7 separate regions of the Mus musculus genome follow, and all the other regions are linked to region 1. The links are chromatin contacts, called in public HiChIP or PLAC-seq and promoter capture Hi-C maps. All regions are on one chromosome and are shown on one strand. The core of a region is the stretch at or near the end of the contact, and the rest is flanking DNA. Distances in the headings are between cores, read along the strand shown. Region 1 holds the start of Mcur1 (mitochondrial calcium uniporter regulator 1). Region 2 holds the start of Mylip (myosin regulatory light chain interacting protein). Region 3 holds the start of Gmpr (guanosine monophosphate reductase). Region 4 has its middle 52 kb from the start of Gmpr. Region 5 holds the start of Dtnbp1 (dystrobrevin binding protein 1). Region 6 holds the start of Tmem170b (transmembrane protein 170B). Region 7 overlaps Dtnbp1 (dystrobrevin binding protein 1).

The links. Promoter capture Hi-C pulls out the DNA fragments that hold promoters and counts their contacts. HiChIP or PLAC-seq counts read pairs in DNA pulled down with a chosen protein or histone mark. Capture Hi-C pulls out chosen DNA fragments and counts their contacts.
Region 2: a contact with region 1 is called in a promoter capture Hi-C map of liver, with 2.5 times the contacts expected there. The contact joins the promoter of Mylip here to the promoter of Mcur1 in region 1. A contact is called at or near these places in 3 of 39 promoter capture datasets (the 3T3-L1 cell line, hippocampal neurons and pre-B cells), 1 of 484 Hi-C or Micro-C datasets (CD4 T cells), 1 of 115 datasets of contacts at active chromatin or transcription factors (double positive thymocytes) and 1 of 9 other capture datasets (liver).
Region 3: a contact with region 1 is called in a promoter capture Hi-C map of embryonic stem cells, with 3 times the contacts expected there. The contact joins the promoter of Gmpr here to the promoter of Mcur1 in region 1. A contact is called at or near these places in 6 of 39 promoter capture datasets (cranial neural crest, embryonic stem cells, hippocampal neurons and 3 more).
Region 4: an H3K27ac HiChIP or PLAC-seq map of microglia shows a contact between it and region 1, with 20 times the contacts expected there. The contact joins the enhancer-like site here to the promoter of Mcur1 in region 1. A contact is called at or near these places in 4 of 39 promoter capture datasets (cranial neural crest, liver and pre-B cells), 2 of 115 datasets of contacts at active chromatin or transcription factors (large pre-B cells and microglia) and 1 of 9 other capture datasets (adipose tissue).
Region 5: a promoter capture Hi-C map of embryonic stem cells shows a contact between it and region 1, with 5 times the contacts expected there. The contact joins the promoter of Dtnbp1 here to the promoter of Mcur1 in region 1. A contact is called at or near these places in 11 of 39 promoter capture datasets (the 3T3-L1 cell line, the HPC-7 cell line, HPC-7-derived erythroid cells and 7 more), 1 of 15 datasets of contacts at CTCF or cohesin (stem cell-derived epiblast-like cells), 4 of 484 Hi-C or Micro-C datasets (all in embryonic stem cells), 6 of 115 datasets of contacts at active chromatin or transcription factors (embryonic forebrain, embryonic stem cells, large pre-B cells and 2 more) and 4 of 9 other capture datasets (adipose tissue, embryonic stem cells, liver and 1 more).
Region 6: a promoter capture Hi-C map of liver shows a contact between it and region 1, with 3 times the contacts expected there. The contact joins the promoter of Tmem170b here to the promoter of Mcur1 in region 1. A contact is called at or near these places in 2 of 39 promoter capture datasets (liver and pre-B cells), 1 of 484 Hi-C or Micro-C datasets (CD4 T cells) and 1 of 9 other capture datasets (liver).
Region 7: a promoter capture Hi-C map of pre-B cells shows a contact between it and region 1. The contact joins the enhancer-like site here to the promoter of Mcur1 in region 1. A contact is called at or near these places in 17 of 39 promoter capture datasets (the 3T3-L1 cell line, 3T3-L1-derived adipocytes, the HPC-7 cell line and 11 more), 1 of 15 datasets of contacts at CTCF or cohesin (stem cell-derived epiblast-like cells), 7 of 484 Hi-C or Micro-C datasets (the HPC-7 cell line, Th1 cells, brain and 3 more) and 2 of 115 datasets of contacts at active chromatin or transcription factors (fibro-adipogenic progenitors and large pre-B cells).

What each region holds. Positions count from the first base shown.
Region 1 is chr13:43,557,898-43,561,743 of GRCm38.p6, forward strand. It overlaps Mcur1 (mitochondrial calcium uniporter regulator 1), which reads right to left and starts at 2,294. Exons shown (of 9, transcript NM_001081059.3): 1 at 1,872-2,294. The coding sequence starts at 2,229.
Region 2 is chr13:45,387,459-45,391,088 of GRCm38.p6, forward strand. It overlaps Mylip (myosin regulatory light chain interacting protein), which reads left to right and starts at 2,284. Exons shown (of 7, transcript NM_153789.3): 1 at 2,284-2,585. The coding sequence starts at 2,499.
Region 3 is chr13:45,506,076-45,509,637 of GRCm38.p6, forward strand. Gmpr (guanosine monophosphate reductase) reads left to right here and starts at 1,369. Exons shown (of 9, transcript NM_025508.5): 1 at 1,369-1,668. The coding sequence starts at 1,582.
Region 4 is chr13:45,453,079-45,456,996 of GRCm38.p6, forward strand. No RefSeq gene overlaps it. Among named protein-coding and RNA genes, the nearest start is that of Gmpr, 52 kb to the right of the region's middle. Within about 2 kb of position 2,248, at least 179 of the 459 cell types and tissues checked have an H3K27ac peak or open chromatin away from gene starts, as enhancers often do. A contact at or near this core is called in adipose tissue, liver, microglia and 1 more, where this site is marked.
Region 5 is chr13:45,000,415-45,004,359 of GRCm38.p6, forward strand. It overlaps Dtnbp1 (dystrobrevin binding protein 1), which reads right to left and starts at 1,682. Exons shown (of 10, transcript NM_025772.4): 1 at 1,503-1,682. The coding sequence starts at 1,558.
Region 6 is chr13:41,604,313-41,607,905 of GRCm38.p6, forward strand. Tmem170b (transmembrane protein 170B) reads left to right here and starts at 1,570. Exons shown (of 3, transcript NM_001163572.2): 1 at 1,570-2,000. The coding sequence starts at 1,904. It overlaps Gm32184 (a long non-coding RNA gene), which reads right to left and starts at 1,764. Exons shown (of 3, transcript XR_382252.4): 1 at 1,247-1,764.
Region 7 is chr13:44,983,922-44,987,687 of GRCm38.p6, forward strand. It overlaps Dtnbp1 (dystrobrevin binding protein 1), which reads right to left. Exons shown (of 10, transcript NM_025772.4): 4 at 2,114-2,174. Among named protein-coding and RNA genes, the nearest start is that of Dtnbp1, 16 kb to the right of the region's middle. Within about 2 kb of position 1,915, at least 31 of the 459 cell types and tissues checked have an H3K27ac peak or open chromatin away from gene starts, as enhancers often do. A contact at or near this core is called in the HPC-7 cell line and pre-B cells, where this site is marked.

The sequences.
Region 1 (3,846 bases), core at 1,044-3,543:
CCCAGAGCTCGTGGATACTGCTAGAGATCACCCACAACTGTACCTTCTGAGTGCTGGGATGACAGTCAGGTCACTGCGAAGCCTAGTATTTATGTGGGCTCTGGGGACCTCAACTCTGGTCCTCCTGCTCTAGTATTTTATTTACTGAGTTGGGTCCCCGGACCCACACACCACCACTGCTAGCAGTGGTTGGCACGTTTACGGTTTTTTTCTTTTCCTTTTTCCAGAAACAACCAGAAATAGCAAGCTTATTTCAAGAAAGTTGGCTTCTAAAAAGTAAGGAAAAGGGCTGGCTACTTGCCAATGGGAGTTCAACCCGAGAGGAAAGGGAATGCCACCTTGCCCTGTCACATTGAGGACCCAGTAGTTCTGAATTCCCAGGAATCACAACAGGAAGACATTAACTTGAGGAGTGTTAGAATGTAAGGAGTAATTCTCCTTTTTGGAGACCTTCCTTCGCCATAGCCAAAGGGTATTAAAATCCATAATTGTAAAAGAAGTCCAAAGATACCCTTGAATAGGCTAGAAACCAACTGCAAAATTTCAAGGCACACCATCCTGAGGTAGATCTGTCCCACTGTGGACCTCAGGCACAAAGCCAAACTAACAACCCCGGGGCCAAGAATAAAGGAGCAAAGTGCTGATGGCTTTAAAAGGGGGCACGAAAGTTTCCTAGTGTTTCTGCTGTGTCCCTTAAGATGTACGGAGCCTAACACTAAAACGGCACGATCTTGCTAACACAACGAGAAAGAACCTCCTTCTTTGCTCCCAAACCATAAATTATGAGCAAACACATTGGCAGGCAACAACAGCTTGTGAAAACTACAGCAAGCAGGGGTGTGGTAGCCCAGTCTTTAGTCCCAGTACTTAGGTGGCACGAGGGATCTCTGTGAGTTCGAGGCCAGCTCGGGCTACACAGTTCTCACCTGGTCTCAAGGCAGAACCAATGAAAAGAGCACACAGGATGGCAAGTTATGGGAAAAAGAAACCAGACAGATCTCCAACTCCCAATCCTACAAAACTCGGGCATAAAGCTCACTGCTCATTTTCCTATCTGCATATAAAGCGTCCTTCATTTTTCAGAACTATTAGGAGTTTCTCCTCTAGCCATATGTATTCTTAAATTTTAGATGCAGGTAATTCTCATAGAAAAAAAAATACAGACAACCAAAGCATGGGTGCATATGGCCACTAATGGCCAGAAACAGGTTACTCAAGAAGTAATTAAGCCACGTTTGCTGATTGGCCTGTGCGATAAGATTTTATCTACTATTTACTGTGAGCACATTCCAGCTAGTTTACTTTCTTATGCAGTTCAGCGGTGTCCCTCGCCTCCTTCAATTACCCAAATGACACATCAAAGCTCTGGTCACTCAATTTAAACGCACAGAGTTCTTCAAGTCTAAACATAAAGCCTCTATTTTTCTTTATACTATCTGTCAAATTAGTACAGTAAAATTAGCATGGATAAGTGTGTGTAGTCATATAGAAAAACACCTGCTGCATATCTTGCTTGAAGTAAGCTCCGGAAAGAAAAGATTTTGTTGAACAAATTACCCGAAACAGCTAGTAAAGTGCCAGGCAGAGAATGGGCGACAGCGGGCCATGAATGAATCAATAGTTTGGAATCAAAACGAAATGTCATCTCTTCATTCAGGGATCTGCGCCCCTCGGTCCTGAATGCACCGGCTTCTAGCACTTTTTCCACTTTTCCCTGGCTCCAACAGGTGTGCAAGGGCAGCCCCGAGTACGCGTGTCATCCGGAGCCAGGACACCGGGGCTCTGGGCTGCGAACCCTCGCCCTGGCGGCGTGGCTACAGCCCGGTCACCTGTGTGACCCGCTGTCCCTCCCTCCCTCCGTCCTTTCTCACCTCTCCGGCTGCTCGCAAGCGCGGCCACACGCCGGGCGCCCAGCCGCAGACGGCCCAGCGCGTTCCTGCCGGCGCCGAGCGCGGCCGCGGGGAGAACGAGCCCCGGGCGCGAGCGCTCAGCCAGCGTCCTACGCGGGGCGGTGGCAGTGGCGGTGGCGGCCAGGCGCGGGGAGGGCACGAGCAGGAGGAACAACAGCGGAGACGCGCGGGCCGCCCGTCCGCGAGGCCTCAGCCAGCTTCGTCCACCGGGCAGCGTGGAGACGCCCGGGCGCGCCGGAACTCCGCAGCCGGAGGACGGGAGCCGCTGGCGACTCGGTGTGCGCCTCGGCCGCTCGGCCGCCACGGAGCCGCTGTCCATCCCCGAGCGGGTCACAGGCCCGAGCGCGCACGCAGGTCGCTCCCGCGCGGCCCCGACTCCGAGTCGCCTCGGGAGCGAGCGTGGGCCGCCGCGCAGACCTGCCCTTTCCGCCGTCGCCACGCCTCCTCCCCATCGCCGCGGGCCTCGTCCCCGCCCTCCCTGGCCTCGCCCCTAGTCTGGTCGCCCCAGCCAGGCTCCTCCAGGCTTGCCCTCTGCCGGGTCCGCCTTTACATCCCCACGCCCCTGTTCCCTGCCTGTGGCCTGCCCTAACCTCGTCTCCCAGACAGGAACTAGGGTGAGCCTTAGCCATTTTCCGCTGCAGAATCACGTTGCTCTTTCGGCTCCTACGATTTACAGTTTCATTTCGCAGTTGCCCTTAAGAATGTTAATGGCTCCTTTGCCCTTCGCAGACCTTTGAGAAGTTCTTGACCAAGCTCGACTGGCTTAGATTTTTATTAACTAGCCGGGATCTCAAGTTCCCTAGGGTTGTATTTTAGGGACTTATTTACCGGGCATAGGGAACTATGCTTTCAGAGTCCATACACTCACAGCTAAATTTCCAGTTTTGATTTTGCTTTTCGTTTTTGAGACAAAGTTTCACTATGTAGCCTCCACTGTCCTGGAACTCTCTATGTAGACCAAGCAGACCTTGCCCGCTGACTGACGCGATTAAAGGCATGGACCACCACTTGGGACTACAGTTTTTGTTTTGGGTTAGAGCACATTAAAAGGTCCTAGTGTGGAAACGTAAAACGTAGTAGGGATATGAATGTTAAACTAGACTATGGCATAATAAGATATTTGAGACAGGCAGTGTTTTAGTTCCGAACTTTTTGAAAGACTGCTGCACTTTGCAGTTACCGGTCCTTTGTGTTATTTTGAGAAAGTTTGTTGGATGGATGAATAACAAGTACAAGGGACTATGCTGGGACAGAGAGAGGGAGGGGAAGGAAGGGGAGGGGAGGGGAGGGGAGGGGAGGAGAGGGGAGGAGAAAGAGAGAGAGAGGGAGGAGGACAGAGGAGAAAATGAAAGGACAAGACTGCCCCTCAGTATGTTGGTGGAGAGAGTCGCCAGAAAAGGGAAAGCATAGCCAGAGGCAAGAGACATCTGGGAAAGTCCAGAGGGTTGAACATGACCTTGAGCCTGGTCACGTGGGAGAAGTAGGAGGAGAGAGAGGCGAGCCAGGAGTTTAAAGGGTAGAGAAAAGGGGTTAGGTCACTAAAATGGTTGGATTATATGAAGAAGGGCATCTAAGAGAAGGGCAGCCCAGTCCCTGGACTGGAGACGTTAGGGTAGAGGGCAGACTAGGGCAAGGATCGGGTTAAGTAGTAAGCACTGACAGATGCTAAGAGAACCAGGGGCCAGGCCCGCTTTGAGGTGTTAAACAAGCACCTTAGTTAGCCCTTTGTCCTGGGTTTAAGACCTAACAGTTGTGTTCCTGAAGTGACCAGTACTTAGCGTTCCTCCTCCTCCTCCTCCTCCTCCTCCTCCTCCTCCTCCTCCTCCTCTTTTTTTAGCTAAGGGCTAAAAAATGTAGACAAACTGATGTGGAAAGTGCTGGGACCCATAATAAAAGAGCAGAGCTCTGGGCAGAGGAGTGTGTAAACAGATGCGGA
Region 2 (3,630 bases), core at 1,034-3,533, 1.8 Mb after region 1:
GGTGGCACACTGTTGCCATTACAGACAGTGGTGGCACGCTGTTGCCATTACACACAGTGGTGGCACGCTGTTGCCATTACACACAGTGGTGGCACATTGTTGCCATTACACAGTGGTGGCACACTGTTGCCACCAGGGCCACTTGATGGTACTCGGGGCTAAGTCCATACTACGTGATCACTTTATCAACTGAGTTTCAATCCCAGCCCTTGATCTCTTTTGTTAAAACCACCTCTTTTCTTCAGTAGTAACTGGCGATGCCTTAGTTTAATTTTTACACTTTAGTGTTCATATATGTAACACGTATCGGTCAGAGGACAACCTGTGGTTGTTGCTCCATGGGTCTTGGGGTCAAATTCAGGTCATCAGGCTTGGTGGCAGGTACCTTAATCCACAGAGCCCCTTTGCTGGCTCTTTTCTGGAGATACTTGGTTTTAAAATGATTAGCTCTTTATTGAGGATCTCACAGAAGGAATTCAATGGATGTGGGTTAAAGAGATGCCTATGTCATTGTTAGCCATGCAACTGGTTTGTAAGTAACTGATGGTTGTTAAATTTTTCTTAATTAAAAATTTTAAACCTGACATTTCCTTCGCTTCTACAAATTATTTAGCTGCTCATATTAAAAATATAAATATAGAATCATTTCTATGAAAGAAAGCCATTTAAAAAAAATCCTTGCCAAACCCCAAAGTAAGATAGTTTTAAAGATAGTTAAATAGAAATGTTTCTGTTTTTGTTTCTTGTCTTGTCTTTGTTTATTCTGTTTGTTTATTTTTGTTCTTCTTCAGCTCCTTTCTACTCCCAGTATCTAGGAATTTCCCCAAATCTGTCCCCTAAGTTCCCCCTTGTTTAAGCTGGTTAAGTTTTGGCCTTTCAAAAATATTAAGCAATACAACCAATTTCCATGTTGCCTCCTCTCCTTATGGTGAAATTTCCAGCGATGGGCCACAGATTAGATAATCTAAATGTTATCTCCCAGGTACACGTGCCAGACCTGCTTCCGGGAAGGAAAGGAATGAGCAGTAGACCGGTGGATGAATGCAAGCTTACACTGGACTTGGAGCAGTTCGAGAACTGTACCATGTGTTCCTGAAACACAAAGCCAAAAGACTGAACAGTTCTCTCCGCGAGGGCTCTGCTAAGATCCCAGTCCTTCTCCGATGTTTTCCCCATCGTCAGAAATAAATATCACTGAGCCCAAGTACGAGGTGCACCACCAGGTTGAGCTATACAGCAAGACTTCGTCTTAAACGCACAGCAAACAAACGGCACAGAGATAGGGTCATTGGCAGGCAGGGATGGCTAGATTGCTTCCCAGCGGTGCTGGGGCGAGGGGGGGCGGCTTGCAGGAGGGGGTGTCCAAAAATAGCTAGTCTCCATTCTGCGAGGACACTGAGCTTCAGAGAGATGGAGTTTTCCAAAGATCCAAGGCTGAAACCCATATCTCCCGGCTTATCTTAGAAACCAAAAAAGACAGTATAGGCCAAGAGAAACAGGTGGTAAAAATATGAAGGTTGTACACCTTTAACCACTAATCTCTTGTATTGAGATTCCCATCCTGCTAGGTCCTGAGATGAGCCTGTTATCTTTAAGATGGGGTAACATCTGGGTGTCTGAAAGAAAGGGCAGGGAGTGTACCAGGTGTATAGTGAACGAATTGGATGAGAGATAGGCTGGGTGACATAACTTGGTAAGGTGTTTCAATGTAGCAGAACCCACACATAGAAACCCTTGGCACGAGTTAATATAAGAATGGTGCTTGGATCAAATTACCGGCTTATATTGGGTCAGCTGCAAAAACTTTTCTACTTAGATTCTTCTTTTGACAACCCACGGTGGCAAATGCCAGCGGAAAAGCCTCTTCTTTAGGCTCTCTGTCTTGCTTGCTTCTCTTTTGGCTTTCACAAACCACCTGGTTATTAGAGTAACCCCACGCAGGAGTCCTGAGAACCGTAGTAGCAACGTAGCATCACAGGAGCCTTTGATCACAGTTCTCTCAAACCCGGACAGAAAGGCGTCCCCTGGAGCTGCGGGCGACAGCGGGCTGGGAGGAGCGTCGCCCAGTGGCAGAGGCCGCGACCGTGCTGGGGATTGGGGAGAGGATGGGCTCCCACCTCCCGCAGCTCCACAGGCGGTGCCGGGAGGCGGGGCTTCAGCCCACCGAGACTGGGAATTGGTTGCCGGAGCTGGGGAGGAGGGGCAAGCACGCTGTGATTGGCGGAGTCCGGTGCCGGAGGGGCGGGGCCTCTATAAAAGACGCGTGCCTGTAGCGGCGCAGGCAGTAGGGCTGTCGGAGCGGCGCGGCCGTGTAGCTCCCGGGAACTGGCTGTCGTGGGGGTGGCGGGGACGCGAGTGGCGGCTGCGTGGGGTGCAGGGCGGGTGGCCGCACGGCTGCACCTTCCTCACGGAGCCCGGAGTCGACTTGGAGCAATTGCGGTGAGGCGACAGCTCCGGCGCACACCCGAGAAGAAGCGGCGGTGGCGGCGGCCCCAGCCATGCTGTGCTATGTGACGAGGCCGGACGCGGTGCTGATGGAGGTAGAGGTGGAGGCAAAAGCCAACGGCGAGGACTGTCTCAACCAGGTGAGGGCGGCGATCGGAAAGGGGATCCCTTCTTGTCCCCGGGAAGCCTCGGGGCTCGGGGATGCTCCCCGGGAGCCGGGCGACGTTGCAGCAGCGGCCCGTGGAGTGCTCCCGGGACGCCAGGCTCCAGCCTCCTCCTCCTCCCCGCGAGTGGAGAGTGCGGTGGGGGGGGGGCGGGGGGAGCATAGAGGACGCTTACGGTGGGGGATCCGGGGCCCGGAGACCAGAACACTGCTGGGAACCTCCACCCTGTCCGTTAGCCTGGCACTTTTCTCTAAAGAAGGTGGCCCGGCACACCTGCCGCAGGTGTGTGTGTGTGTGATGCCTCCCGTGGAGTCCTTGCAAAGCCCGGCAGCGCCACCCGCGTCCCGGGATGAGATGGTTGCAAGCGGTCGCTGGCCCCGGGGCTCCCTAGCTGATCAGGTGGGCCCGAATCTCAAGCCGCTTCTCAGAAGGACTGTTCACCTGACACTCTAGGCTTGCTAGGGATCCAGAGTATATTGAGTAATTTGCGGGGGACGGTTCTGCAGGCAGCCTCCTTCTTGAGGGGTCTTTACACGTGTGTTTTCTTAAGGGTGACTAAGGCTCCTAACGGGGTGTGCCTAATGGATATTGGCAGGCCCATTTGACCCCTTGAAATACTGTGTCTACGAGACCTGTGGACCTGAGCTGTTTGGAAAGGCGCTTGTAAAGCTTAGCTGACACTTGTAGCATGCTTCCTCAATGCGTTTGTGTTTTTGGAATCCAGATGGTTAAAACTGTCCAGATAATACGCTGCCAAATCAGCTGTGCAGATGGTGCTGCGGGGCGGAGGGGGGGGGTGGCGGGGGGAATTCCAGCGATTGGAATAAGAAATAAAACACCCTGTGTGTTCTTCTACCTCAGCCTTTTGGGAAGTCTGTTTTGGGGGGACCCCTTTCCCTGTGCCATTGGTCAGACCCTAGAAATAGTCAAGCAAGGCCAAGCCTCCACTGGAGGGCTGCGTTTTGGCTTTGCTGTTTCCTTAAAACCTTGTTTTTCCGGTCGGTCTACCAACTGGCATTGC
Region 3 (3,562 bases), core at 119-2,618, 1.9 Mb after region 1:
AACTTTTAGCCTTTTGTAAGTAAGGGCACAGTAAAGAAAGCTCCAGGATGGTGAGTTTTCATTAGTTCTGGAGAAGGTTTTTGTCTTAGTCACCGTTCTGTGGCTGTGAAGGACCAACCAAAGCAGCTCTTATAAAAGAAAGTATTTCTTTGGAGCTCGATTACAGTTTTGGAGGCTTAGTCCATTACCATTATGCCAGACAGCATGCCAAGCAGATGGAATGACCCTGGGCCTCAAAGCCCACCCCCCACCCCCCAGTGACATACTTCCTCCAACAAGGCCACACCTCCTAATCCTTCTAATCTCTTCAAAAAGGTTCACTGTTCACAGGTTGATTACTAAGCATTCAAATATGGGAGCCCATAGGGGCCATTCCTGCTCAAACCACCACACTTTTTATTGTAGATAAGAAAGAAAGAACAGCCAGAGGCACCTGGAGGAGTCCAGAGCAGAGAGGAAAAGAAGACTGGTTGTGGATAGGCTTTTTGTGGGGAGGATAGAGAAAATAATGGGGGGGGAGAAGAATAGCAAAAATGATGAGAGACTCCTACCCTCTACAAGGAGGAGGTGGGAGAGCAGGTCAGCTGGAACAGCCTTGGAACTAGCATAGTGGAGGGTGAGTTGGGGAGGTGAGAACAAGAAGGCTCTCTATCACAGGGGCCTTGACATTTCTTACAAATGTGTGTTACCAGAGGAGCCTGGAGGTTGACTTTGGTCTGTGATATGTAATCATGGGTATATGCCAAAGAAGGTGGCCCTTTCTCACGTATTCCGAAAGAATCCTGCATGTGAGCTCTGATCTCCAGCAATCTTTTTGTCTACCTTGCCAGCATTCAGCAGGAGCTAAGCATTTGACTATCATTTTGGACCAAGTCAGTGAGCTCTCTGCTTCTCCCTCCTTAGAGGGGGTTTGGGAATTCACTTTGGAACACATATGAAGGCCATACTCTACAGCCAGGCTTAGTGGCTCATGTCTTTGGCAGAGGCAGGCAGATCTCTTGTGAGTTTGAGGCAGGCCTGGTCTACATAGTGAGTTCCAAGACAGCAAGAGCTACATAGTGAAACCCGGTCCTAAACAAAACGGAACAAAACAAAACGTACTCTCTGGTCTCCTAACCTTCTCCTTTGGTCACCCCTATGAGTACGATCAGGGTATACCCCGGGGAATGGGAGACTTTGTGCAAGTCTAATCCGCACCCATTTCGCAGCTCAGCCCAGGTCAGAGCTCTCTAGGGTGCTGCATGGCAGAATCCAGGCTCACTGCTAGACTCAAGCAGAAGGAGGGGGCGCTTAGGCAGAGAGAACTGGGCCCGGGGCGGGGCTCAGCTCAGAGACCCGGGATGTGGGCGGGACCTGGAAGCCGGGGGCGGGGCGCTCCCTTGGGGCGCCTGGCGTTGGGGAACGGAGCTGGGGGCTCCGGGTGCGCGGGCATAAGAACAAGGCGTGCGCACCGGGTTCGCGGAGCACCAGTCTGCGCACAGCCACCCGGGCGCCACTGTACGCACGCGCCCCGCAGCTCCCGGCTGACGCCGGCCTTCGCACCGCCTCCGCCGCAGGAAGCTACCGCGCACCGCTAGCACCATGCCCCGCATAGACGCGGACCTTAAACTCGACTTCAAGGATGTTCTGCTGCGACCTAAGCGGAGCAGCCTCAAGAGCCGATCCGAGGTGGGGCCGCTGGCATACCGCCTTCGGGTTGGCAAGGGGGAAGTGGGTGCAAAGGGAGGCACAGGGTGCCTTAATTGTGCCCGAGGCAGGGGCGTCACACCCTTTCCCCCACCTGAGAAAGGGGGAAGGCCAGTCGGTTTTCTCTTACACCTGGATTGTCTCTAGTTAGGGCCAGTGACAAGGGGGTGCTAGTTCGGGCCTGGAATTATAAATGCGTCTGCCTACCGGTGGTGGGCTTGGGGAAGTTCACACTGACACAGAGGAGCTAAGATCAACCAACCGAATGTCCAGTGACTTTAAAAGGAATGGTCTCAGGAGAGGCGCTCCGGGGAGGAGAGGAAACAGTGGGGCTAGGATGAAAGGAAGGGAAATACAACTGCAGATTCAAGCTTGGAATTTGGAACAGTGTTTCCTGGCGCTGGGACCTGCCTCTGCTGATTTAGCATCAGGTCCTGTGTCTGCGAACCGGGCGGAAAAGCCGGGCGCTCCCGGCAGGCACTTCTTTTCTTTTCTCTTTTCTTTTCTTTCTTTCTTTCTTTCTTTTTTTTTTTCTTGAGTTTAAATGGTCTTGCAGGAGCTGAGCTGGGGACCTGCTTTTTGGTGGCACTCTGCGGTACTGGACAGCTTGCAGTTCCAGCCCAGAGTAATGCAAGCGGACAGCGCTGGGGTGAGGGTCATTTGGGCCATTTGGAAGTTAGTTGTACCATGATAAGATGAGCGCCTGGGAACAGGTGGAGACGGGAGACGGCCGAGGTCAGACCTTGAAGGATAAATAGTTTTCTAGAAAGGCGGAGCTCGCTGGTGGAGTTGTTCCTGAACCGTGGCTTGGCTCTGTTGGGGGGAGTTCAGGAGGAAGAGCCTGAAAGGACAGGGGCGGGGGTTGGGGGAAGCTAAGCCTGCCTGCCCGCCCCATCCCTTTTGCTCAACAAACAAGACCATAAATAAATCCCCTCAGCAAACAACTCGCTCCGGTGCCCAGGCCCGACTGCAGTGCCTGCAGCTGCCAGCTGAGGGTTGGTATGAATTAGGACTGCCTTCTGGGCTAGCCAATGAGAGAGTAGAACTTTCCTGAAGCAGGGGTATTGGCAGCTTGGAGGCAGAACTGGACCAGGCAAGACTTGGGGGGTGGGTTAAGGGGGAGTGATGGACTCTTACCCATCCAGATTAGATGCCACTGGGGCTGCTGGTCATCCTGTGCTTTCAGATGCTAAAAAACAGGGCAAACCCTTGGAACAAAAATAAACACTAGAGAACCCCCCCCCCTGCACCCACCCCTACCCCCGGAGTGTTGAATAGAAACTAGGAGCCAGTAAATTCCTAAACCCAGGTCAGGATGAAGTGTTTGCATTCTAGGCTGACTAATAATTTGGTGGCTTCAGTGTTTGTCTGTTTTTTTTTTTAATGTTTGTTTAAATTTTAGTTAGACATGAGCCACTTATTTATAAACACATACACGTTTATCCATCCACAGCAAGGGTCTATGCATTTTCTGAACTAGCAAAGCTCTTGAGAAAGGGCAGTGTTAATATTTACGTGAGCCGTATGATGTCATGCAACCCCTGGTTTGGGGCTGATGGCCTCTCTTAATGTCCCAGCCTGGGTTGAATCTTGGAATCTGTGTATACCTGTCACAGTGAGAATTGTGCCCTAGAGGACTGTTGTCTCATATTGTAGCTTTTGTGAGAGAACTACCTGGATTGGCTCTTCCGATTGTTTGTGGTCTAGCCTCCTGTGGCTGGCCACTCCTGCCTGGTGGATGAGCTCACATAATGCCACTTGCTTGCCTGGCACTGCAGAAGGGGCTGCCTTGGCCTCTCTACCGTTCCAGCTCAGCGTTTCTCGTGCTATCAGGCAGGCACAACCAGGGGCTTGAAGTGAGTTCGCCCAGGTAGAA
Region 4 (3,918 bases), core at 998-3,497, 1.9 Mb after region 1:
CTCGATATTTACTCTGTAGCTAGGGTGCCATCGGGGCTCCCTGCCATTAGGGATTGAATACACTTGGCCTTACATGATTGCTAGGGGCTGGGACTAATAAAAGTTCCGCAGGCTCCTGCAAGCACCTTGCTTCCTCCTGCCTCCCTTGGTCTCAGCCACGCCCCCTTAGTCTCAGCTGCCCACTTCCGGTTTGCCAAGCTGTCTCTTCGCTTGCTGCAGTGAGATCAATTACAGCAAGGGTCTCCTGACTCTTCGTAGCACCCATTCTCCCAGCAACGGGGCTTCCCTTAGACCTGGCTCTGCCATCTCTCCCTCTTCAAACCTCTCATCTTTCTGGTTACTGTTGTTTTGTCTCCTGTTGTTGAGGCAGGGCTGGGCTCAAAAAAATCACGATTCTTCTGCCTTATCTTTCTGAATGTGAGGATCGCAAGGTTTTTCCCACCATGCCTAGCTTTCATCCTAGAATTATGAATGCATCCCTTCTTCCTTGTCTTATACAAGCAACTGTGCCCAGGCCATAGGGATTCCTACCTCCTTCCTATACTGGATGGCTTGTTACAAGTACTCTTGGCAGTGTTCTCGGGAGAATTCTGGGATTTATTTCCTCCACTCCTAGTCTGACAATCTGCCATTGTATAGAACATGACATAAACAATGTGTCTGGGCATTCCATGATTTTCTGGCTTCCTAGAGGTGGGGTTGAATCAGAATTGGTCTTTTTAGCTTTTCCTTGTCACTCTTCTTGTTTCCCAGTTGTTAGCAACTAATTCTAACTATTATAGATATATCTATCTATTCCTTCTTTCCCTCCTCTTTTTCCTTTCTTCCAGAGACAGTGTCTCACTATGTATCCTAGGCTAGCCTGGACTTTGATAAACCTGATTGGCCTTGAACTCATAGAGATCTACCTTTTCCTGCCACTCAAACACTGGGATTAAAGTCATGTCTCGCCTGTCCTGGTTTCTTTTCTTCTTTTATTCATTCAGCTATAATACATTTTCTGAGAGCTTGGCATACTCTATGTATTTCTTGAATAAAAACTAAATAAGAATAAGTTAATCTGACTCCGTTTCTCTAGGAACCCAGTCAAAATGTAACCTGACTTGCCTACCCCCTTCAGCTGACCCAGGGGAAATAGCTGTGGTGTCATTTCCTCTTGCACTAACTAGATAACTGGCCTTTAGTGACAACCAAAGATTCAGAAACCATGGTCTTAACTCCTCCACTTTTAAGTAGAAACTTGGTCACACTGTGGCTCTAGACCCACAGGTTAGCAGAAGACATTAGATATTATTATTATCTAATAGTAAAGGTAAGCCAATGCCTAACAGAATTTAGACCCAAGGGAGTACTGAAATTCAAAATAACTAGCAAGAAAATGAACCAACATAGTCAACCCTGTTGGAATGGGTGGATGTACTCTGAAACAGCTCCCCTTTGGAAATGCCCCTGTTAAGGCCTGAACGCTTTCTTTACCATAAATATACCCTCCTTTAGGTATCCCTGAAATGTCTGTGGAACGTTGAGGGCCAAAAAAACCACTGTATACCTTCATTCAAAACAAGAGCCAAGTGTTTTTGAAATGTTTATGATACTTTTAAGCTGCCGTATCAAAGGTCTAACTTATGCTCTGAGTTATGGAATTGTAGACAGAAGAAAGCAAACAGAGTTGCTTTTTTTTTTTTTCTGACACTGAGGGGGAAAAAACAGGAGAACATTGAGAGTTAATGTAATCTGGCTTCCTGCCAAATGTTGGGCGGCACCGGAGACACACTTACCGTCAGTCCTGGAGAAAACCCCCTTCTGGATACTGTTGTGCTCCAACCCACCCCACTCTTTAGATATAAGAAAATTGAGGCAAATAGTTAACCAAAATAAACATAGTGGTGCCTGTTATAATGTTAGCAATTGGGAGGCTGATGCAGGGGGATCATCATGAGTTCAAGGCCAGCCTGAGCTACAGTATGAGTTGGAAGCCAGAATGTGCTATCAAGACCCTGTCTCAAAAAAAAGAGGGGGGTTGGGGGGCGGGAAGGGGACAGGACTAGGTCTCTAAAGCCCATACTCCTTAATGGGGTTCATTTTCAATCAAAGATGTATCCAGTTAGCAGCTGAGACTGGGAGCAGCACCCTCCCCCAGCACTCTAGGGCAGAATTCCAAAGAGGCTTTGTGTACAGATCATTAACCTTTAACCCATAATTTCACAGGCAGCTTTGTTTTGCTTCAGGATTACGGCTCGCACACATTCATTTGCTGGAGGAAAACACGTAAGAGATAGCAGTCAAAGGGCAGAGAGCCGTGGACCCGCGTTCTAAGGTCTTTGGGGTACAATCTTATCACGTTGCTATGTATCATCCATAACAGCTGCAGATAACATCTGTCCTTTTAATGCAGAGGAAAGTCACCCTTGTTCGTCTGCAGGCAGGCTCCTCCGTGAGGTTCGCTTAGGGAGTGTCTGTAAAGCACTGGCCCTCTCCCTAGGCCTCCTTTCATAAACACTGCAAGGAAAGACCCTGGGAATCTGCATTTTAGAGTTTCAAAATTGATTTTCAGATAGACACCCGGTTTTAGAACGGTTTTAGTTGCTTTTCTTGTTGCTATGACCAAAATAGCTGACAAAACGCAATTTGGGGCAGGAAGGGCCTATTTTTGCTTACTGTCTGAGGATCCTTCCGTTGTGGCCAGGAACGTATCAGCAGTCAGGGAAGGCACTGCAGAGTGCTGACAGGAAGTGGTTGCCAGGCTGTCCAACTTGATAGACCCTCCATGACCCACCTCCTTTTCCAGCAAATCTCTATCCACCTCTTAAAGGGCCTACAACCTTCTAAAGCCCTGCTTCTTATTGGGGACCACAGGACCTTCCACACCCAAACCACAACTGGAACCTCTGACCTAAGTCTGTCTCCAACACAGTGGAAACCTCCCCCTCAGCACATCCTTATAGGCAAACATGCACTCTGCCCTGGGACCCAAGCACGTGGGAGCTCTTACCTGGGAGTGACCGACTTTAACAAAGCTTGAATTTCATGGGTTTCTTGTCTTTTGTCTCATTTTGGTTTGAGTTTTTTGTTTGTTTGTTTGTTTGTTTGTTTGTTTTTTGAGCTAATGCAATGAGCTGCAAAGTCCTATCTTAATTTCACTTAAACTGGCTCCCAGGATGGAAGCACTTTCCCATACATGCCTAATGACCTGATTTTAATCCCCCGAAGCCAGGTGACGGTGGAAGGGGAGAATCACCTCTACAGAGCTGTCCGCTGTTGGCACACACCCCAGCACACAATCATTTACAGTTTTACACCTTACCTGTACACCTCCATTCTCCGGCCCACAGCCTCTCACTATAGCTGCATAAGGTACGTAGGATACACAGAATTCTCCAGATAGACGGCCAGGAGCTTTTAGATATTCAGAGACGGCTAAAATATTTCCCCTTAAGGTTTCTCTCCCGTTTGCTAAGATCATTGCTTTAATGTTTTAGGACAGGTCATGAATTCAATAACCTTTATCATAAAGTCTTTGTAAGGGCTAGAAAGAGGTTTGCGGCCAAGTCCCCAGCACCCACATTATGAATGTCATGAGCCGGCTTTAAAAAATTGTCCTCTGACCTGAACATTTAAGCATTTGCCATCCCCGGCGCCCCCCCCCCCCTCAAGTTAATGTAAACAATTTTTAATAAAAAACACTTTCTGGAAGATCAAACTCAGGGAGCCAACAAATACAAATGGACTAATAGAAGACTCAAATAGTGATCTGCTATTATCTATTAAAATGGTGACTCTGAAAGCACCAGAGTATTTCTTAGTAATGTTAATGCAGGGAGAATGTATTTCTGAGAGTGTGTGATCATACAAACTTGTTAGAAAACAATAGGTCACATCTGCTTAGGTTAAGTAATATATATATATATATATATATAT
Region 5 (3,945 bases), core at 432-2,931, 1.4 Mb after region 1:
TAACTAAACTCTGAACCTTTGGGGGCTGTACAATCCAGAATCCACGCTCCTAAACTAACATCAAGCCCAGGGGTGACTTCTGAGACATACATGTGATCTACACTCTTAGCAACTACCAAAAGGGACTGCAGAGACACCCAAAAATTCCTTGAAGGAGTAACAGAAGAGTATTCAAGTGGGTGTTAGTCAAGGCCACTCTCGTGCTACAAGCAAGTTATTACAACAATACACCAAAGTTTTTAAAGTTTACACTTAAAACCAGAAGTTACTCTTCCTAAACCTGTATTTAAAAAAAAAAAAGCAACCATGAAAAAACCTCATCACTGAATAATTCCTTAGGCGCCCATAATCGATATTGACAAGACCACAAAACTAAAATCATCAATAATGCTTTATATACATTGGACACCTTCAAGTATCTGACAGCTTGTTACTATTCAACAGGCAAATGGTATAAAGCAGTTTTTTTGTTCCACGAGATGGGAGATCGGCTGTCATTTTTCCCATTAATTATTAAAGTATAGCATTATGACAAAGGTGCCCTCACATCAGGAACATTCGCCAAACATATGACAGACCAGCAGGGGGGGATGGTGGTGGATGCCTGAAATCACGTTGCATTGGGGCAGCTGAATCAGGGAGTATTCCCACCAGTTCAAGTCTGATCTAGGGTAAAGTATCTGTGAGGCGCTGTCTCAAAACAAAAGCCTGAACAAACCAGAGGGATGGCAGATTCTTTACAACGTGACTTTTTGTAAAGCAATAAAAGGAATTATAAACGAAAAGCCATACAAACAGTGCTTCCTGCCTATTTAACACAGCCACTAATAGTCCCATTAAACTGCGAGCGAGATAAGCACCATCACTATCTTACAGTACAGTAAGCAGAGACAAGAGACCCGGTAACTCGCAGTCAGGTTAAGAGGTAAAATCCTACAATAGTGCTTTAGGCAGCCTGGTACCCACTCAAGTTCCCCGACTTTGTAGCACATCGGAATCCCGTGACATTCCAGCTTAACCCAAGCTCAGAGAGGGCGAGAGCCAGGAGATTGCGAAAGGTTCCCGGGGGCGTCCAAAGTTTAGGCAACTCCGGGTGTGAACAGCTCCGCTCCAGTTCTGTCCCTCTGGGCCCAGCTCCTCCGTCACGGTGTTAAACCAGGGTAAAGGCAGAGAAGGCCGGAGAAGGGGTGGTCAAGGATCGGGCCGAATGGCCCGGTGTCCCCGCTGAAAGAGGAGGGGAAGGCGGGGGCCCGTGAGTCCTGCCCCGGGGTAGGCCGGCGGGCTTCCAGAGCAGAGGACACAGCCTCTCACGTGACCATCCTGCCCCGTCAAGCAGAGCTGCCCCGCGACAGGGCAGGAGGGCATCCCTCCCGCTGCGACCAAAGTGACTCGGTGCCGCCGCCGGGACACCGGGAAGTTCGTTGTCTCCGCGCGCCGACCGGACGGCAGCCCCGCGCCCACGCGCGTGGGGGAGCCCTTTCGGCCGCCCACCGCGTACTCACCCGGAGGTGAAATCCTGCTGTACGCTCAGCAGCCGCTCGCGCAGGGTCTCCAGCATCGCGTCCCCTCCCTCAGGCCTCGCGCCACCGCGCCCTCGGACGCCGTCGGGCGTCCCCTCGCCCCGCGCGTCGGCTCTCGCTTCACCGCGCCGCCGCCGCCGCAGCCTCCCCGGCCGCCGCGCCTTCCGCGTCCCCGCCCCCCTCCGCGCGCCCGGCCGGCGCAGCCGCAGTGCGGCGCTCAGGGGAGGCTCGCGCGGCGCCGAGGGGCGGGGCCTTCGCGAGCGCGCTCGCCCGCTCTGCAGACAGGGCGGGAAGCCGGCCTTCTCCAAGGTTATGACTGCTTCTTGGAAGGATGATTTCAGGCCCCTGCATCCTTTAGTTGAAGGGTTGGTTGGCTTTCGAAGGTCGGAAGAGCGCTGCGGGAATCTCCTGGGTGGCTGCGCCTCCCTATAACAACACTGCTTTGGTACTCCGTATTGGGGTTTGTCGGTGATGATCACCTGTCTCCAAACCCTTACTTTGCCCACTCTAGATCTTTGACTGACCCCGTCAAATTTCTGTGCCCTTCATCTCTCCATGTTGCCAAAGCCATGTTTCCCCTCCTCTGCCCCCTTGTGGGGGTGGAACTCGGTTTCTTGCATACCAAGGCTCTCCCACTGAGCCAACCCTCTTTATTCTGTGCGTCAATCTTTTCTCAACCTTTCAGTTATCCTCAGAGCAGTTGCTCACCTTTTTTCTTCCTTTCATCCCTTCTGTCCCAAAACTACGTGCACAGACTCCTCCTCCTCTCTATGCACTTTCCCTGGGCTAGTCTAGCCGTCATCTATTGTAGGGTACTCCTCTGTTTTTGCTTGCCCCCTTCCTTTCCTCTCAGTTGTTTCACCGCGTTGTCCCCGGGACATCTCAAGCATCCTTTGTGGCATACTAGACAAGCACTCTGGCAGTGGGTGACATCCCCAGCCCTTCCACGTGGAAAAGGGGATTAAAACACTCCGAGCCTTTTCTACTCAGGAAAGACGACTACTGAGCTAGGAAGTTGGATATTTAGTCATGCTTTTTTTTTTCCTTGAGTGCAGACTTCCAAAATGAGGATTCATTTTGCTTTAAGACTGGCTACCAGGGTGACACCCTCTTTTTTAAATGACAAGATGGTCAAGGTTATAAGAGGTTCAGTATCAGGAGCTCAGCTTCTCTATCAATATTAGTCATGTGTTTCATTAGCTGTATCAAAATAGAATCGAGGAGTTAGCTTCCTGCTAGGGTTTGCACGTAAATTGTTTCTACAGATTTATATGCTTGAACTCTCTTGTGTGAGAAATATGGACCCTCACTTCATAATAAGAGCCCCGTAGACTTGGAGTAGTGTAAGTGTGGCAATTCATTTTTGCCACTTGGCAAAGCCAGGCACCAGCCCAGAATGGCAGGCCCGCTGAGCATCGAGAACAGCTTTTGCAACCCCAAAGCAGGGCCCTTTTCCCCTTTAGTCTTTGTTTGAATAACCAGGAGGATCCAGTCTTGTGCATCATCTGGGTTCCATCTTTCTCCCCTAAGTTTTTCATCTCCTTTGCTGCTTATATTTGTCTATTTTCAACAAAGACTGTGACTGTGTTCATCTCTGCACTTCACATTCCGTTTATTTTAAAGTTGACCAGCCATGTGACCTTAGCACATCTGCAGGTCCTTAGGCAAGCTGTGCTGTTAGTAATTTTCTACTCTAACCTCTTTTGTTGAGTTGAGAGGGTAACAACAGGCATATAGTGTTTTCTGTTCATTTCTAAATGAGCATCAAAGCACTTTTCAAATTTAACCATTATATTATTATTATTATTATTATTATTATTATTATTAATTTCTTACAGGTGCCAGCTTAGAGAGCTGATTTGGGAAGTTGTAGAATCTCTAGGAGATTGTGTCATTTTGGGGAGGCACTCTTGCCTTATAGCTCTGGCCCATTTCTTGTCTCTCCTGGCTTCCTGGTGGCATGAGGTGTTTCAGCTGCACACTCCTGCTATGGACTCTTGTGTCTTCTCTCTCCTGGTGGACTGTACCCTTTTAAACCGTGAGCCCAAATAAATCTTTCTTCCCTTACATTGCTTCTGCTCAAGTATCGAGTCCCGTGATGAGAAAGAAATGGCTAGCACATCAATTTGTCCCCCCTTTTATCTCATTTCTGAGTCAGTTCATTTAAGAATGGGCCGTGCTGCCGGTTTGAGTGCTTTTCTATGCAGAATAGTACCTGCTGCAAAGTGAGTGACCACACGTAACATAATAGCCAACAAATTCGGGAAACACAGATAAGATACTAGGAGCTATTAAATCTATTTTTATTTAATTCAATTGAATTAGTCTACAATAAGTTATGGATTTACTGAGGTAATTCTAAGTAAGGAATTTTAGCATAACATCAAAACATACAAAAAATAGTTTCAAGTTATTGAGAAAAAAA
Region 6 (3,593 bases), core at 320-2,819, 2.0 Mb before region 1:
GTTCATTTTGTAAGCTGACGACAGGAGAGTTTAACATGTCCTTCGGAGGCTTGGCTATATCTGTCAGTGAATGTGCTCATGTTACCTAATAATGTTAAATCCCTTCGCAGCACCATGAGGTTAACTTCCCATTCTGAACTTTAATTCAGACTAGAAAGATAGGACATATACTATGGCTGCCAGGAAGAATTTAAAAAAATAGGAGAAGAAGAAGAAGAAGAAGAAGAAGAAGAAGAAGAAGAAGAAGAACAACAACAACAACAACAACAACAAAGAAAGAAATGAAGCCCCTTCTTTATCTAAAATGAATTTGATGTTAAACTCATTTATGTCTGATAGTCTATACTCCTGAATTGACATTTAATTCAGCCATTGAACCCTACACCATAGTAGGTTTTAGTACGGTTCCTCTTAATGACGCCCAAACTTTTTTCTATATTGTGGGAGCAAAACAAAAACATGCATAAATATAAACCTGCATATACATTATTGTCATTTTTAAGGTGCTCACCAAAAGCAACAATATTTAGGCAATTCGAATCTTCAGTTACTGGGCAAAAACACTTGATTGGCTTAGCTATTCTTTCTTCACTTCCTTCTGTAAACTTTAGCAGCAGAGTATTTGGAAAAAGATGGAATTGGGCGAGGGGGATGGGGTGAGGAGCACTAACGTTTTTTATGCAAACACGATTTTTTTTTTTTTAATTTCAAGTTAAAAGGTTTCAAACATCAAGGAAGACTGTAACTAGCATAACTGGAGTTAAGATGCTTCTGAGGCTGACCTTGGATTTGAAGGACAGGGAGACGAAGCTGAGTTAGTTTAAGTGCTGGGGAGATTCACAATTTTAGATGAAAAGAGTCCTATCTGGAAGAAGCGCTAGAGCCAGCCTTGGCCAGGAGGATTCATTCGGACACCTACGGGGCCCTGCGTCAATAAGTGGTTTCAGATCCTGCAGCTAAGGGGAGTTCGTATTTTACTGCTGGCCGGCCAGAAGACTGGCTGAAATGACAAAGAGGATCTATTTCTGTTTTAGTAGATTTAGCAAAGGGAGGGGCGTATCCAGGTCACTGGACGCACTCTCAGACAACCCTACAAATGAAATCTTGAGCATTTACACCTTTGCAAAAAGTTGCTCGCAGACGCCCTCACGGAGAGGGAAGGATCTGGAGCAGCGAAGCGCAGGCTCCAAAAATCCTGGCAGCTCCCGGGACCTATACACAGCTCTCTCATCCCCGCCCAGCTCACCGGTTTCAGGTTTCCGGGGGCGCGCAGTCAGGAGGGGGCGAGGGGCTTGGAGTCTGTTCCCTCGGAGCAGCCAATGAGCGGCGAGACCCAGCGGTGGCGCCAGTGACGTAGGTGGCGCTCCCTCCGCCCCACTGCGGGCGGACGCTGGGAGCCGACGACAGCCTGAGCTCCCGGGTGCCTAGGGCGGCGCGCGCGCGCGCGCGAGGAGCGGGGGGGAGGCAGTGCGCGTGCGCAGCCGCTCACCCCCGGGGAGGCGGGGCCGAGGAGCGGACACGCGCATGCGCGCGCCCCGGGGCGGTCGCGGGCGGAGGGGGCGGCTCCTCGAGTGTTGGCTACCCAAAGGCCGAGCGGCAGGCGGGCGGCAGGTGCCGCGGCCGGGCGCCGCTGCCTCGTCGCGCGTCCCCGCGATGAGCCTCGTCTCGCGGCCTGCCCCTGCCGGCTGCCGCTCCGCGCGGGCCTCACGGCGTGACCCGGGCCTCGTGGCGTGGCGGGCCCCCGCGGCGCGACGCGGGCCCTGAGCGGGAGCGGCGGTCCCTCCCGCGGCCCCAGGCCTCGCCCGCCAGCGCTCCTCGATGTCTCCCCGGCGGGGAGGACGCTGCCTGCGACACCCGCCGAGCGGCGCCCCCCGGAGCGCCCCGCTGCCGCCCCGCGGGGACGATGAGGGCGGAGGGCGCCGACCACTCGATGATCAACCTGTCGGTGCAGCAGGTCCTGAGCCTCTGGGCCCATGGCACGGTGCTGAGGAACCTCACGGGTAATGCGCCGGGCGGAGGGAGCGGTGGGGGACCCACTCCACGGGTGTTCGGGGCGTCCGCAAACCCGGCCCGGTGCGGGCCGCTGGAGCACGCGCGAGTCGCGCCAGTGCCCCGACTGGATCACAGTTCATGTTTCTGTCATTAACCCCCCCCCCCCCCCCCGCCTTTCCCCGTGCGCGCGCGCACGCACATACACCGCTTCTTGCAGTTTCGATCTTTTTTAGTCTTTCTTTCCTGGTTTAGCCCTTTTTCTTGCTGACAGATGTCAAACCAATTGCAGTACTCCTATTGCCTGCTCACCGTGATCACGGTGGACCGACCGTTCGTTCCTTTATTTGTTGAGAGAGAGAGAGAGATATGACTAAGTAGATAATAGCGGGGTCAGGGGCTGGACCAAGGTCTAGAGCAGTCGAAACAGTTGTCTTCTCTGCTATTTCCTTTTGTCTGGCTGTCTCCTGGCTTCAAGTTGCTGTATTTGTGAAATTGGAGAATTCTGTGTATTTCCCTTCATTAATCAATGTGATTGGGAATGGGGTTTAGCTACGTTATAGCATCAGGTTGTCAGAGTAAGCATTAGTACACATAATATGATTTCATATGCAGGTTTGCTTGTGAAGAAACTTCTGGTTTTCTCAGTGTGGAAGTGCTTAAACTCTTTTGAGTTCCGAGTTTTAAAAATAGCGTCTAAAGAGTAATATTGACTGGAAAGCAGTAGGGTCAACAGTTTGACTCCGGAGTAGCTGCTTTTGTGAAACCACAACCAAAACCCCAAACAAAAACTCAGTTCTTTAAAATGTCTTAACTCCAATTGAACGTTACTATTTCAAAATCTGTGTGATAGCAAATTAATAGTATGTAGTATACTTATAGGCAAAATCTGGCATGATACAGGGTTCATATGTTCAAGGAGAAAAATATAACGGCATTGCGTACCACCCAGATAAATTTTCAGGTTGCTTAATTCCTTACTTATGAAAACCACACCAGTAAAGGAGACCCTGGAGCCAGCAGAGGCGTCTTCTTAGTTGCATTTTTATAGTTCTGAAAAGTTAAATTTACATAAAGATCATCTCAAGATAGATCCCTTTATTTTACTTATGACCTTGTTCGTATTTGCCCACAGATTCACATTTATAAAGCATGAATTGTTTATTAAAGTACAATGATTAAAAACTTAGTGATATATATTGCCTGTATTAATGACCAGCTTGGCTCACTGAAGCTGTTTCGTATGTAGCTTGATAGTCAAGAGATGCTGTCTGCTGTGCCATGTACTGCTTAGCCTGTACTGCTTAGCCTGTCCAAAATAAGCAAGCAAATTCAGCTCCTAAGAGGAGACAATAAGCTCACCATTTACTGAGTATTACTCCAACTCTGCAAAGCATATACACAAAGCAATTCAGGCAAATTAAACTGCCCTAAGCCAGATAGTGAGCAAGTGGGCCTTCCGAACCAGTCTGCCTCCGAGTGTCTTCCCGTTACCACTGTACAGCTCTTCATTCAGCTTTGCCCTCTGCTCCATCAGACAGGGTGAATTTCTTGCTTCATCCTGCTACTTCTGCTCTTTGTACCTACTTCTGTTTTTAATCACA
Region 7 (3,766 bases), core at 665-3,164, 1.4 Mb after region 1:
AACCAACAGCAAAAGGACCAGTCATAAAGCAAAATGATAGCCAAGCAAACCCTTTCTCCTTAATAAGCTGATTAGCTCAAGTATTTTGTCAGAGCAATGAAACTAATTAACATAGCATAAAACTCTACAGTTCATTCAGTCTATCTGAACAAGCTTGCTTGTTAAGCAAAGTTAAGTGGTGTCTGACACATTTTATGGATTAAAAAAAAGACAGAGACCAGGCTGTTTGTGTAAGACCAAAACAAATTAGTGCACCAAAGATGATAATCAGAAATTGTAACCTCCCCTCCTGTCACAGGAAATGCACCCTGAGCAGAGAAGTGAAGTCTCACTCAGCTCACTTAACAAATCAAACTGCTAAATAAAACCATTACTCTTAAGAGTTCAATCTAAAGACTAGAAACTGTTTCGCAATAATAGGAATTAAAAGGAAAACACTAGAAGTCTAGCTTCGGAAAACTACCATGGATGCCTAATCCTTAAGTAACTTTTAACTATTTGTCTGTAGACTGTGGAGGAGGGAGGGGGAAACCACAACTGCTTAGACAAAGCTTATAAACAATCCAATTACCACCGACCATAGCTGTGTGCTTTCATAGACACTGCTCTGAACCCTACAAGTATATAAGAATATGCTCTGGGAACTAGAAAGGTGGCTCAGCAGTTAAGAGCACTGGCTGATAGTCTACAGAGCCTGGTTTGATTCCCAGCACCCACATGGTAGCTCACAAATGAACTCCAGTTTCAGGGAAACCAATGCCCTCTTCTGGCCTCCATAGCACTAGACACATATGGAGTGCACACACATACAAGCAGGCAAAACACCCACACACATAAACGAATAATAATCTTTTAAAGAATATACTGTAGAAATAATTGTAGAGTAATTTCTTGACAACACTGAACAGCCCATCTCCTTGCCTGAGATTGGTGCTGTCTGATAAAAAGCTATTATTTTATCAGGGACAGACCTGACATGAACACAAGTTTAAGCAATACTGAAAAAGACACTCATTTACCCATTTGTAAGCTTCAAGGTCACATTACTGAGAGGGTTTTTGTTTGGTTTGTTTTTATGTTTCTGAGATAATAATTCTGTATAGACCAGGAGAACCTGGAACTCTCTTTGTAGCCAAGACTGAGCTCAAGATGAGAGCAATCCTCCTGCTTCAGCCTGTCAAATGCTGGGATTGCAAGTGTTCATCTTCACACCTGACTTAAGTTTTCACTCTTGAAGTTTATGTTTCAGGACAGCCTCAGGGGTCATCTTTGCTTCTGGTGACTCCGACTTTGAATAGATTGGGTTTTGTAAGGAGAGTCTAATTAATCTGTGAAAATCTTAAGGACCTTGGAGTAAACTCCAATCCATGAGGGATTTCTTGAGTATTCTGAGTTCGGCCTGGTCTACAAAGTGAGTTCCAGGGCAGCCATGGCTATACAGAGAAATCCTGTCTCGAAAAACCATTAAAAAAAAAAAAAGATACATCTGATGTTCATTTCTTAATGCAGGGGTTCTGTGTGTGTACAGGAAACACACTCAGAACCCTGCACTATGAAGATAAAACACAGTAGCAAATGCAGGAAGGAAACCAGTTTTACCAACTGTTCTGAGGACTATCAGGTTTCCCTATTCCTTCCTCACCCACTTTAACCATTCACCAGGAAATATAGGCCACTTCAAAGGTCAAAGGGCACATGTAAGCATCTCAGAGTCAGTGCACCATGGACAAAGCCCCCAGCTTCTGGCTCTAACCTCCTGCTTTGTTAATAACCACGCTGACTTCATTTCCTCATTTTTGCCATTCCCTGAAATTTTACAGGCTTAGTGCAAAGAGCTCACAATACACACATGCACAAACATGGGTTTTGTAACTGAAAACTCGTTCACCGCTCTCCTGTCAGCCTCTGCACACCCACATTTACACTACATGATGGGTAATGATTCTTCACTTGTACATAGGACCCCGCCCGAGCTCAGTACTGGAGGTGGGTCCAGCTTCTTCTTTCAATATTGCAAATCAGAGAAACCAAGCAACCCTTTTACTCTGGCTGGACCTGGCATTTAGGGCTGCAAAGAGGGACTCTACCAAAGAGTAAGGTCAGCACACTCTACCTCGCCAGCGTCTGCACACTCCTTGGCTCTTCTGTGAAGTGCAGCCCACGCATCCTCATACCTAAAAATGCAAAGAATAATTTAAAACGTAAACAGACATCGAAAGGGCACACAGTTAGTGGAGTTTGTAATATACTGTGGATGCAGAAATTAACCACAAAAATGCCATGTCACACGAGCAGAGACTTGAGGAACAGAATAGCAGAGACCCTAGTCACACAAATAGTTGAATTTCTTTTTTTTTTTAAATAGAAAAGAGAAAAACAATTTTTTCTTTTTTGGAGAAAAGTCTCAATGTTTAAAACTATCTGGCACCGTACTTGTTATACAGACTAATCTCCCCAAATGCCCAGCAATTCTCCTGCCTCTGCCTCCCAAGTGCTGGAGTCACAGGTGTGGAAGTCACCATCCCAAGCTTATAAAAACTTGAAAATTACTGTCTGTCAGTCTTTGCCTGCACCACGTGTGTGCCTGGTGCCAAGAAGGCCAGAGAAGGATGTTGGTCCCTCTGGGACTGGAGTTAGAGACACCTGTGAACTGCCACGTGGGTGCTGAAAATTCAACTTGGGTCCTCTGAAAGAACAAGTGCTTTTAAGCACTGAGCCAACTCTCAGACTCAGAAAAACTTTTCTTTACAGCAGAAATAAAATTAGTGACTTTATAGAAGAAATCAAAATAGATACAGTCTAGGTAATGAATAAATACAACAGAAGTAACTGTCAAGAAAACCTCCTAATTGGTATGAAACTGAAAAGAACCATAGTCTCAAAATCTCTCTACAGAATGCTCACTACCCTGGAGGCAAAAGAAACCATGCAGGTGCTTTAACAAGTCACAAGACCCACATCGCTGCCTCCTACCACAAACTGTGAGCACACACTTGCTTTGATCTCTTTTGTGGAAAGGTACTAGGAAAGAGGACATGGTCTCCAATCATCAAGGTCACGAAGCTCACTGCCAATTACAGACTAAAGAAAAAGGAGGCAGCAAACTGACGCAATATGCTCTGTCCTAGAGACAGAAGGAAGGCATCAGTAAGTGACAACGTCCGGATAAATCTGTTTGCAGTAACACAACATTAATTTTCCGGTTTGATCATCATGCTCCAATTATACAAAATGCAAACACTGGGAAGAATTTCTTGCTCTAATTTTGTCATGTTTTCATAAAGCTGAAATCATCTCAAAATAAAATTTCCAATTTTAATTATTACTATTGTTATTACTGTGTGTGAGTATGCATCATGGGAGAGCATGCCGTGGCACATGTGTGGAGGTCCAAGGTCAACTCTGTGGGACAGGTTTCCTTCCACTTTTACATGGGCTCTGGGAACCAGACTCAGGTTGCTGGGCTTATCCAGCAAGTACCTGATCAGCCATCTAGCCCTAAAAATGAAAAGGTTTAAGACACAATTTCTAAACACAATATTATCTATATGGCTGCTGAGAGAGAACTTGATTTTCCATTCTATCTAAAATTCTATCAAACTTATCTGCCCTTGCCAGCTGCAGTACTCAGGAGAGCAAGCCCTGGTGGAAGGGTCAAGGTGAGCCAGCCCAGGGAGCAGAGCGCAAGCTCAGGAGAGCTGGCCCCACCATGTGTGAGGTGCTATGGGTGGGAAGGGGTGATGCCCTTCTCCCTCCTGCCTCAACA